Linked DNA regions of Mus musculus: region 1 is linked to region 2. A link is a contact called in public ChIA-PET data. All regions are on one chromosome and are shown on one strand. The core of a region is the stretch at or near the end of the contact, and the rest is flanking DNA. Distances in the headings are between cores, read along the strand shown.

What was found. ChIA-PET counts read pairs in DNA pulled down with a chosen protein or histone mark.
Region 1: an RNA polymerase II ChIA-PET map of memory CD8 T cells shows a contact between it and region 2, with 2,337 read pairs. The contact joins two enhancer-like sites. A contact is called at or near these places in 1 of 484 Hi-C or Micro-C datasets (embryonic retina), 2 of 115 datasets of contacts at active chromatin or transcription factors (astrocytes and memory CD8 T cells) and 3 of 9 other capture datasets (adipose tissue, liver and pancreatic islet).

What each region holds. Positions count from the first base shown.
Region 1 is chr5:134,392,271-134,396,788 of GRCm38.p6, reverse strand. It overlaps Gtf2ird1 (general transcription factor II I repeat domain-containing 1), which reads left to right. Exons shown (of 30, transcript NM_001081464.2): 9 at 989-1,172; 10 at 4,369-4,394. Among named protein-coding and RNA genes, the nearest start is that of Gm46925, 46 kb to the right of the region's middle. Within about 2 kb of position 1,983, at least 107 of the 459 cell types and tissues checked have an H3K27ac peak or open chromatin away from gene starts, as enhancers often do. A contact at or near this core is called in memory CD8 T cells, where this site is marked.
Region 2 is chr5:134,281,201-134,285,153 of GRCm38.p6, reverse strand. It overlaps Gtf2i (general transcription factor II I), which reads left to right. Exons shown (of 34, transcript NM_010365.4): 7 at 1,906-1,960; 8 at 2,324-2,367. Among named protein-coding and RNA genes, the nearest start is that of Gtf2i, 32 kb to the left of the region's middle. Within about 2 kb of position 2,438, at least 41 of the 459 cell types and tissues checked have an H3K27ac peak or open chromatin away from gene starts, as enhancers often do. A contact at or near this core is called in memory CD8 T cells, where this site is marked.

The DNA.
Region 1 (4,518 bases), core at 734-3,233, 110 kb before region 2:
GTGGCTCCCCAGACAGGAGGTGGGGGTGGGGGAGAAATGACTTGACAGCTGCTGAGATTTCCAGGGTTTAAAGTGACAACGAGCTAAGTGTGACTTCACGGTGTAGAGCTGGCTGCCAACGCTGCCAACAGACAGACCTGGGACATGTCACAAGAAAAACAATGAAGCAGCCTGGACGCTTGTGCCCAGCCCTGACTTGGCCAGTGAGTGGCTGAAGGGCAGCTCTGGGCTACAACACCCAGCCCCGAGGAGACGAGAAAAAGCCCCAAGCAAGGACTAGCATGCCCAAAGAAAGCAAGCAATATTTGGAGCTTGGCGTGATGGTGTGCCTGGTCTGTAAGCCCAACGCCTGAAGGCCGAGCCTGGAGGATTGCTGTGAATTTGATGCCGGTCTGGGATATAGAGCAGGGCCCTGTCTCAATGAGGAACAGGAAGGAAGCAAGATGGCTCAATTGGTACAGGTGCTTGCGGCTAAGCCTCTTGCTCTGGAACCCACATGATGGAAGGAGAGAACCGACTCTTGCAAGTTGTCCTCTGACCTCCACACTCAGGCTGTGGCCCTTAGCCATGACTCCCAATAAATAAATAGTGAACCTTCTAAAGTGTTTGAAAAAGGATGCTGGGCCAGGTTGTGGTGGCACTCAGAAGGCAGTTTGAGGTTAGCCTTGTATATAGAGTGACTTATAGGATAGCCAGGGCTACCCAGAGAAACCCTGTGTGTGTGTATTTGTGTGTGTGTGTGTTTGTGTGTGTGTAGCTGGGGGACACTGTTCTTTAATGCCTACATTTGGGGAGCAAGACAAATCTTTGAGCTTGAGGCTAACCTGGTCTACATAGTGAGTTCTGAGTCAGCCAGGGCTACATAGTGAGACTTTGTCTAAAAACGTTGAAAGAAGCACACGCAGCCAACAGTGTTAGATGGACTGTGGCCAACACCGTATCCACTGTGACTTGTCCCTTGCATTCACCCTTGTTCTTACCCTTCCAGCGGAAGCCCTGGGCCTGGACCACATGGTCCCTGTGCCCTATAGGAAGATTGCCTGTGACCCCGAGGCTGTGGAAATTGTGGGTATTCCAGACAAGATCCCCTTCAAGCGACCCTGTACTTACGGAGTGCCGAAGCTGAAGAGGATTCTGGAGGAGCGACACAGCATTCACTTCATTATCAAGAGGTGTGAATTGGCTCCGTTCTATGAAAGAAAGGCTTCCTAGAATCCCTCAGTGAGGAGCTGGGGGCGTGGCTCAGTGGTAGAGCCCCTGCCTAGAATCCCCCAGTGAGGGGCTGGGGGCATGGCTCAGTGGTAGAGCCCTTGCCTATAATCCCCCAGTGAGGGGCTGGGGGCATGGCTCAGTGGTAGAGCCCCTGACTAGAATCCCCCAGGGAGGGGCTGGGGGCGTGGCTCAGTGGTAGAGCCCCTGACTAGAATCCCCCAGGGAGGGGCTGGGGGCGTGGCTCAGTGGTAGAGCCCCTGCCTAGAATCCCTCAGGGAGGGGCTGGGGGTGTGGCTCAGTGGTAGAGCCCCTGCCTAGAATCCCCCAGGGAGGGGCTGGGGGTGTGGCTCAGTGGTAGAGCCCCTGCCTAGAGTCCCCCAGGGAGGGGCTGGGGGCGTGGCTCAGTGGTAGAGCCCCTGCCTAGAATCCTCCAGTGAGGGGCTGGGGGCGTGGCTCAGTGGTAGAGCCCCTGCCTAACATGTATGAAGGACTGGATTTTTCATCCTCAGAACCACAAAAGCAAAAAAGAGGAGCAGATGATTCTAGAGCTTTGGGACCCTAAGTCAGTGAAGTGTGCCTTCCAGCCTGGGCACCCTATGAGGACATTTGGCTTTTTTCCCCTGCGGAAAATGATATGAAACCCCTCCTAGTCGGACTGTACCTCCCCCCAACTCCTTACTTCCTAAAGAATGGTCGCCTTGTTAAGTCTGCAGCCGCTGGGTCAGTGGGTGGGGCTGAGAGGGGAAGCAGGGCCCCCGACAGGAAGCTAGTTCCCGCCCCCACGCCAGCATTGCTCTCCGACTGCTTCAGGCCTTTTGGTATCCAGATGTGTGTGTGAGCTCCCAGAGCTCCGGGAAGAGCAAGGAACCCTTGGTCTCTCAGAGGAAGAACAGGAAGCCACGTTCATGCCCTGAGCTTAATTCAGACACCCAACTTAGTCTACCCTTACTGGCTTGTTTGTTTGTTTCATTTTATTTTAATTTGTTTGTTTGTTTGTTTGGAGAGAAGGTTTCCCTGTGTAGTTCTGGCTGGAACTTAATACGTAGACCAGGCTGGCCTCAAACTTATCAGACCCGCCTGCCTTTGCCTCCCTTGTGCTGGGATCAAAGGCTCGCAACACCACTGCTGGCTGTTTTAGTTTGGGGGTCCTTTGTTTTGTTTTCTGGGTTGTTGTTTGTTTGTTTTTGTTTTTGTTTTGTTTTTAAGACATGCATGGTCTGTGTACTGTGTAGCCCAGGATGACCTTGAATTTCTGAGTCTTCTTTTTCCACCGGGATTACAGGTCTGCATTTCTGTGCTCTACATTCTCCATGGCTTCCTAAGTTATGTCAGACGGGTTGGCTAAAATAGTTGGTTTTGTGACGTTTCCACACATTCAGATCAGGCACTCTGATCCTAGTGTCTGAGTGTCTGTCTGTCTGTCTGTCTGTCTGTCTGTCTCTCTCTCTCTCTCTCTCTCTCACACACACACACACACACACACACACACACACACCATTTATACACTCATCCCCCTGTCCCAGTTTCATCCTGTCACCCCTGTGATAAACACAACGACTGAAGGGAAGCAACTTTGGGGCAGGGAAAAGGTTTATTTCCACTTCTGGGTCCCAGTCCCTCCTTGAGGAAAGCTGGCAGGAACTCTGCAGATATCTTGGAGGAATGCTGCTCACTAACTCACTCTCTGCCTCAGCCCTTGCTAGTGCTGGGCTTTCTTACACAGCCCAGGACCACGCCCATTGAGGGCACCACCCACAGTGGGCTGAGCATCCGTTTACAGGATTCCTCACAGACACGTCCATAGGCCAGTCTCCTGTGGGCAGTTCGCTCCTCAGAGGGCCCCACTTTGTTGTTAAGCCCTGTGGTGGTAGCAGCACACACAGCCTCCCAAATGCTGGGATTACAGGTGGGTGGGTACCTCCATGCCTGTCCTTCTTGGCCTCGGCTTTAGAGGTTTTGGACCTTAAGCCATCCCAGGGCCTCTTCCCCTGCAGTCGGTCCATCAGTGACCTGACCTTTCACAGGGTCCAAGGTGTCTGTGGCTCCCATGAGGTAGAAGCCTGCATGGATGAGCAAGCATATCACTACAAGGGCCTGCCCTTGCTTGGGGCTTCTACCTTCTGAGGCTGCCCCTGAAGGGGTCCTCAGGTCAGCTTCCGTGACTGTGATCTGTCCAGTGGCTCCGAGTTGCTTCTTGCTGAGCCTGGCCCTTAGAAACATGGGTATATAACAGGGGCTTCATGAGCAGGTAAGGGATGGTGGTGTGGTTCAGTGGTCAGAGCACCTGCCTGGCATCCACAAAGCCCTGGATTCCATCCCCAGCACTCAGAATCCAGGCATAGTGTAAACAGGCCTGTAATCCCAGCACGGGAGGGGGATCAGGAATCCAAGGTCATCCTGGGCTCCAAAGGGAGTTCAAGGTCAGCCTGGGCTCCATGAGACCCTGCCTCACAAAAAGCAAAACAGAACAACAGAAAGCCTGTACAGGTCTTTTGTGGCTGGAGTAGTAGCAGGACAGGAGCTTGAGTTGTCCCACTGCTTCAAAATAGCGTTTCGAGCTTCCCCTTGTTGGCATAATGACCAGATAGGTCATGAGCTGTGCCATCCCTGGCTAAGCAGAAACTTTAATACCGAGATTTCAGAGTCCCTCTGTAATAGTTATATTTCCTTGTTGCTATGACAGAGCCCTCGACAAAAGCTACTTACGGAGGAAAAGCTTACTTAGGCTCACAGTTTGCAGGTCCACCGTGGCGGGAAGGTGGGCAGGGGGAACGTGGGGTGGCAGGTCACTCACCATGTATTCCCAGCCAGAAAGTGTAGGGCTGAACACTGACCCGCAGCTGTCTGTTTTTCTTTCGATTCAGTCCAGGATTCCAGCCCATCGGATGTGCCACCCACATTTAGGGTAGATATTCCCTCCTCAGTCAACCTAATCTAGAGACCCTTCATGGACTTGTCCAGAGGTTTGTTTCAGTGGCCATTCTGAGTCACATCAGTTTAGCAAGATGAACGGTCACTCCCCAGCTCTTGCCCGCATGGGTGGTCAACCCCCCCGTGCCCTGGTCCGTGGCTCTAAGAGCCACACTGGTGGCACCTGTGGCATCTCAGACGGGAACAGCCTGCACCTTTCTCATGCTCTCTCTTCTCTCTTCCCAGAATGTTCGATGAGCGCATTTTCACAGGTAAGTGGGTACCAGCGGGTGTGTTCTGGAGTTGGGCTAACCCTGTTACCTTGAGTCCTCTTCTATGTCTTGGGCTTTTATGTGGTCTCTCGGATTCCGATGACTAATAGACTAGGAACCCTCC
Region 2 (3,953 bases), core at 1,189-3,688:
GCCCGGAACCGCCAGCCCAGTCTATTTTGAGTTTGTACCCCACAGAATGTAGAGGCTTAAATTCGTCTTTGCATCTAGGTCTCCGTGAGAAGCGTGCTCTCTGCGTTGTCTTGGAAACTTTGCTGGAGTCAGCTGACCCTGACTCTATTTCTGTGTTTTCTTCACAGCGATATGAGGGTGGAGACAGCGGTGTCCCTCTTCCCTTCTTGCCAGTGTCCCTTTTGTCGCTTACCTTTTGGTCTGGCTAGGGTAATTACAAATAAGACCAAATACAGCGGCCGTAGTGCACGTCACCTTGAGGTCCATGTTAGGTCCTCTCCACGACCGTCCTCCATGTTAGGTTAGGCGAGCGTTCCTTTGCCTGCTCAGTGGGAAGGCAGCAGTGTGTGGCTCATTTTAAAGATTGGGAGAAAAGCAGGGTTGTGGCACAGGCCTGGACTCCCAGCACTTTCATAGCTGAAGCAGGAAGATGAAAAATGTGAGGCCAGTCCAGGCTACACAAAGAAAACTTTCACATTAAGTCACAGAAGTGGCACAGACAGGCTGCAGGACAGACAGCTCAGCAGGTAAAGGACACGTGTGCTACCAGGCCCGGCGACCCCAGCTCCATCCCTGGGACTAAAGTGGGAGTGTGTGTGGGTAAGGGCAGGGCCTTTGCTGTGAGATGGAAGGCAGAGGCAGGCAAGTCTGGAAGCTGGAAGGACAACTAGTCTTGACTACACAGACCAGCAGAAAAAAAAAATACAAGTGAGTCTGCCTCATTAAGGTGTCCTGAGCCCCTGACAGGTGTGGTGGGTGGTTGCTGGTCCTGGGGTGGGGGATGTTGGTCATAGTTTGTTAGTTGCCATGCTCAAAGAAGAAACAAAAGGAAAGAAATTAGGTTCAGGGGTCTCTCTCCCCTTTATCCTTTCTCTCCTATCTAGTGTTAGGAGTAAAACCATGGGGGCGGGAGGGGGGGGGGAAGGGTGGGAGAAAAAAAGAACCCACAACGAATCAAAGACCAGCTGCAGGGTCTTGCTGCCTGGGTGGCCTGGGCCTTTCGCTATAGACCAGACTCAGGGCAGGCCTCCCGCTCTTCCCCGCTGTGCTCCACACAGGCTGCTTGAGTCCAGGTTGCGATCTAGATGTAACCCAGACACGTTTGCTCATTTTTGTGGTGAGGGACATTTGGGCTGTATAGATTCTTGGCTCTTAAGTAAAGGGCTGTGTAGATTGGTTACAGGTTTAACCTCAACGGCACCCCTCCACAGTGCCGGTGATACAAGCCAGGGGCCTTGCACATGCTAGGCTATGCAAAGGTGAGACAGGGTTTTGCCGTGTAGTCAAGACTGGCCTTGAACTGTCTCAGTATCCTTAATGCCTGGATTCCCTATATACCTCCAGGTCAGGTAAGACAGTTCTTTTAATTGCAGTATAATTCACCAGTTTCAAATGTACCACAGATTGGGCAACTGTTGATTATCTACTTGAGAACATTTCTATCATATCTAACAGAACCCCCACACGAGGCATAGCTACTGACCTTGAATAGGGGTCATATTTACATCCGCTTCTTACCTTATGCCACTCAAATGCTTTATTTCTGTTGCCAGCTTACTGGCAGAAATAAGCTTTTTCTGTGAAATGAAAACTGGATGACTGAGTTCAGGACTGTTTATGCTTGCTCATCCCGAGATGTTTCTTCTCCGGGTCCCCCAACCTCACCCTGAATCCCCCACAAGCCAGGGCATGGTATCATGAGCCCTAGAATCCTGACACTGTGGGATGAGAGAATGTGGAATTGACGGACAGCCAGGGCTACACAGAGAAACCCTGTGTCAAAATCCAAAAACCAGAAAAACAGACAAGCAAACCGACAAGAATACCAACAAATGTCATTGAACCTGAATGCCCTTTGCTTTGTAGGTGGTCGAGTGCTGGCGGCCGAGGCTGAGAGGTCCATGCTGTCTCCTAGTGGAAGGTAAGCCATCGTCCCCCCCATACTGTTGTGACCCTGCCCCAGAGTTACTAAAAGCAGAAGGCTGAGGGCCACATCCAGAAGTGCAGGGTGCAGCACTTGGCTGCAAAAGTGTCAATTTTGGTTTTGTTTTAGAAATATTCTCACTTTGTAATAGCCGAGGCTAGCCTCATTTTGGGACACTTGTGCCCCAGCCTCCTAAGAGCTGGAGGCACAGGCGTGATGGGCACGGGAGTGTGGGCTTCAGCTCTGCAGCTGTGCACAGAGCCCTGGGTAGTCGAGGCTGGATGTCGGGGAAGCTGTTGACAGCTGTGCAGGTGGTTCTCACAGACGCACCCCATGATCCACATTTCTTCCTCCTTTCAGTTGTGGCCCCATCAAAGTGAAAACTGAACCCACAGAAGATTCTGGTATGTACTAGTACTCTTAGAAGCTATTATGAACAAAAAGCATTCTCCTTAGCTGAGAAGGTTACAGTTTGAGTGGTTAGTTATTGAGTCATGTTGTGCTGAGCAGACCTGGCTTCTGACGAGCGAGCTTCCTGCCTCAGCCTCGCTACTGCTCATATTAAAGGCGGGACTATACTCAGTTTCACTTAGGAGGGGCCCCTAAGGGTTTCTTTATAATCAGTTAATTTTGTGCATGTGCCTGTTTGTAAATATATGGTATATTCCTATGTTGGGGTGGGAATGGGGTAGGAGGTTGTGTGCCTGTGCCTGCTCCAAGGCCAGAGGAGGCCATCCACTGTCTTCTACTCTAACTCTTCCTTTGAGGCAGGGTCTCTCAGAATTCAGGCCTCGAGCTTGAAAGCTCACTGATCTGTCTCTTGTTTCTGCTTCCCTCCGAGCTGGGCTGCAGGTAATGGCAGGCTTGGTTCACTTGTGATGGGAATTCTGAGATACAAGCTCTGATGCTCAGGATTGTGGGGCAGATGGTTAACCACTGAGCTAGCTCTCTCAAGCTCCCTTGCTGGGGTTGCAGTTGTTGTTTCCTCATGGGGATGATGCTGAACGTTTCTTTCATGAACTTGCCAGTGTGTGTGTGTGTGTGTGTGTGTGTGTGTGTGTGTGTGAGAGAGAGAGAGAGAGAGACAGAGAGGGAGCAGAGTATGCATATGTGGCATGGTGTGCCTGTTGGCATCAGATAACCTCATGTGCTGGTCTGAGCATGTGGCTACTGCAGAAGCTGGGCTGTCTGACCTTCGAGGGCCCAGGAATTCTCTGCCTTCCATCTTGCTGTAGAGAGCTGGTTTACAGACATGCACCACCTTGGCCCGCCTCACTTGGGTCCTGGGAGTTCAGACTGCAGTTCTAGGCTGTGTGGCAAGTGTTTGACCCAGGGAGCCACTTTCCCAGATCCTGTTTTCTCTCTTAACCTGTGCTTACTGTTTTGTTTTTTTTCCATTGTTGAAAGTTCTGCCTATATTTTGGATATAAGTCAGAAATATGGTCTTGCAGATGTTTCTTATGGCCTCTGCTTGGTTTTATATTGTCTTTGAATCTTAAACAAATTTTAGTTTCTGTATTTTCAAGGTTGTGGATTTTTAAAAAAGGTTTTAAAACATTTTTTAAAAAAAATATTTATTTATTTATTTTATGGATATAAGTACTCTGTAGCTGTCTTCAGACACACCAGAAGAGAGCATCAGAACCCATTACAGATGGTTGTGAGCCACCATGTGGTTGCTGGGAATTGAACTCAGGGACCTCTGGAAGAGCAGTCAGTGCTCTTAACCACTGAGCCATGTCTCCAGCTCCCATTTCAAAACGTTTTTTACTCTTTAATTATCATTTTTTTCCTTCCTTTCTCCCTCTCTCCCTCCCTCCTCCCTCCCTCCCTCTCTCCTTCCCTCCCTCCCTCTCTCCCTCTGTCCCTCCCTCCGTCCCTCCCGTGGTGACAGGGTTTCTCCGTATAGTCCTTGCTGTCCTGGAATACATTATGTAGCCCAGGCTGACCTTGGCTTGCCTTTTCTTCTGCAAGTGCTGGGATTAAAGGT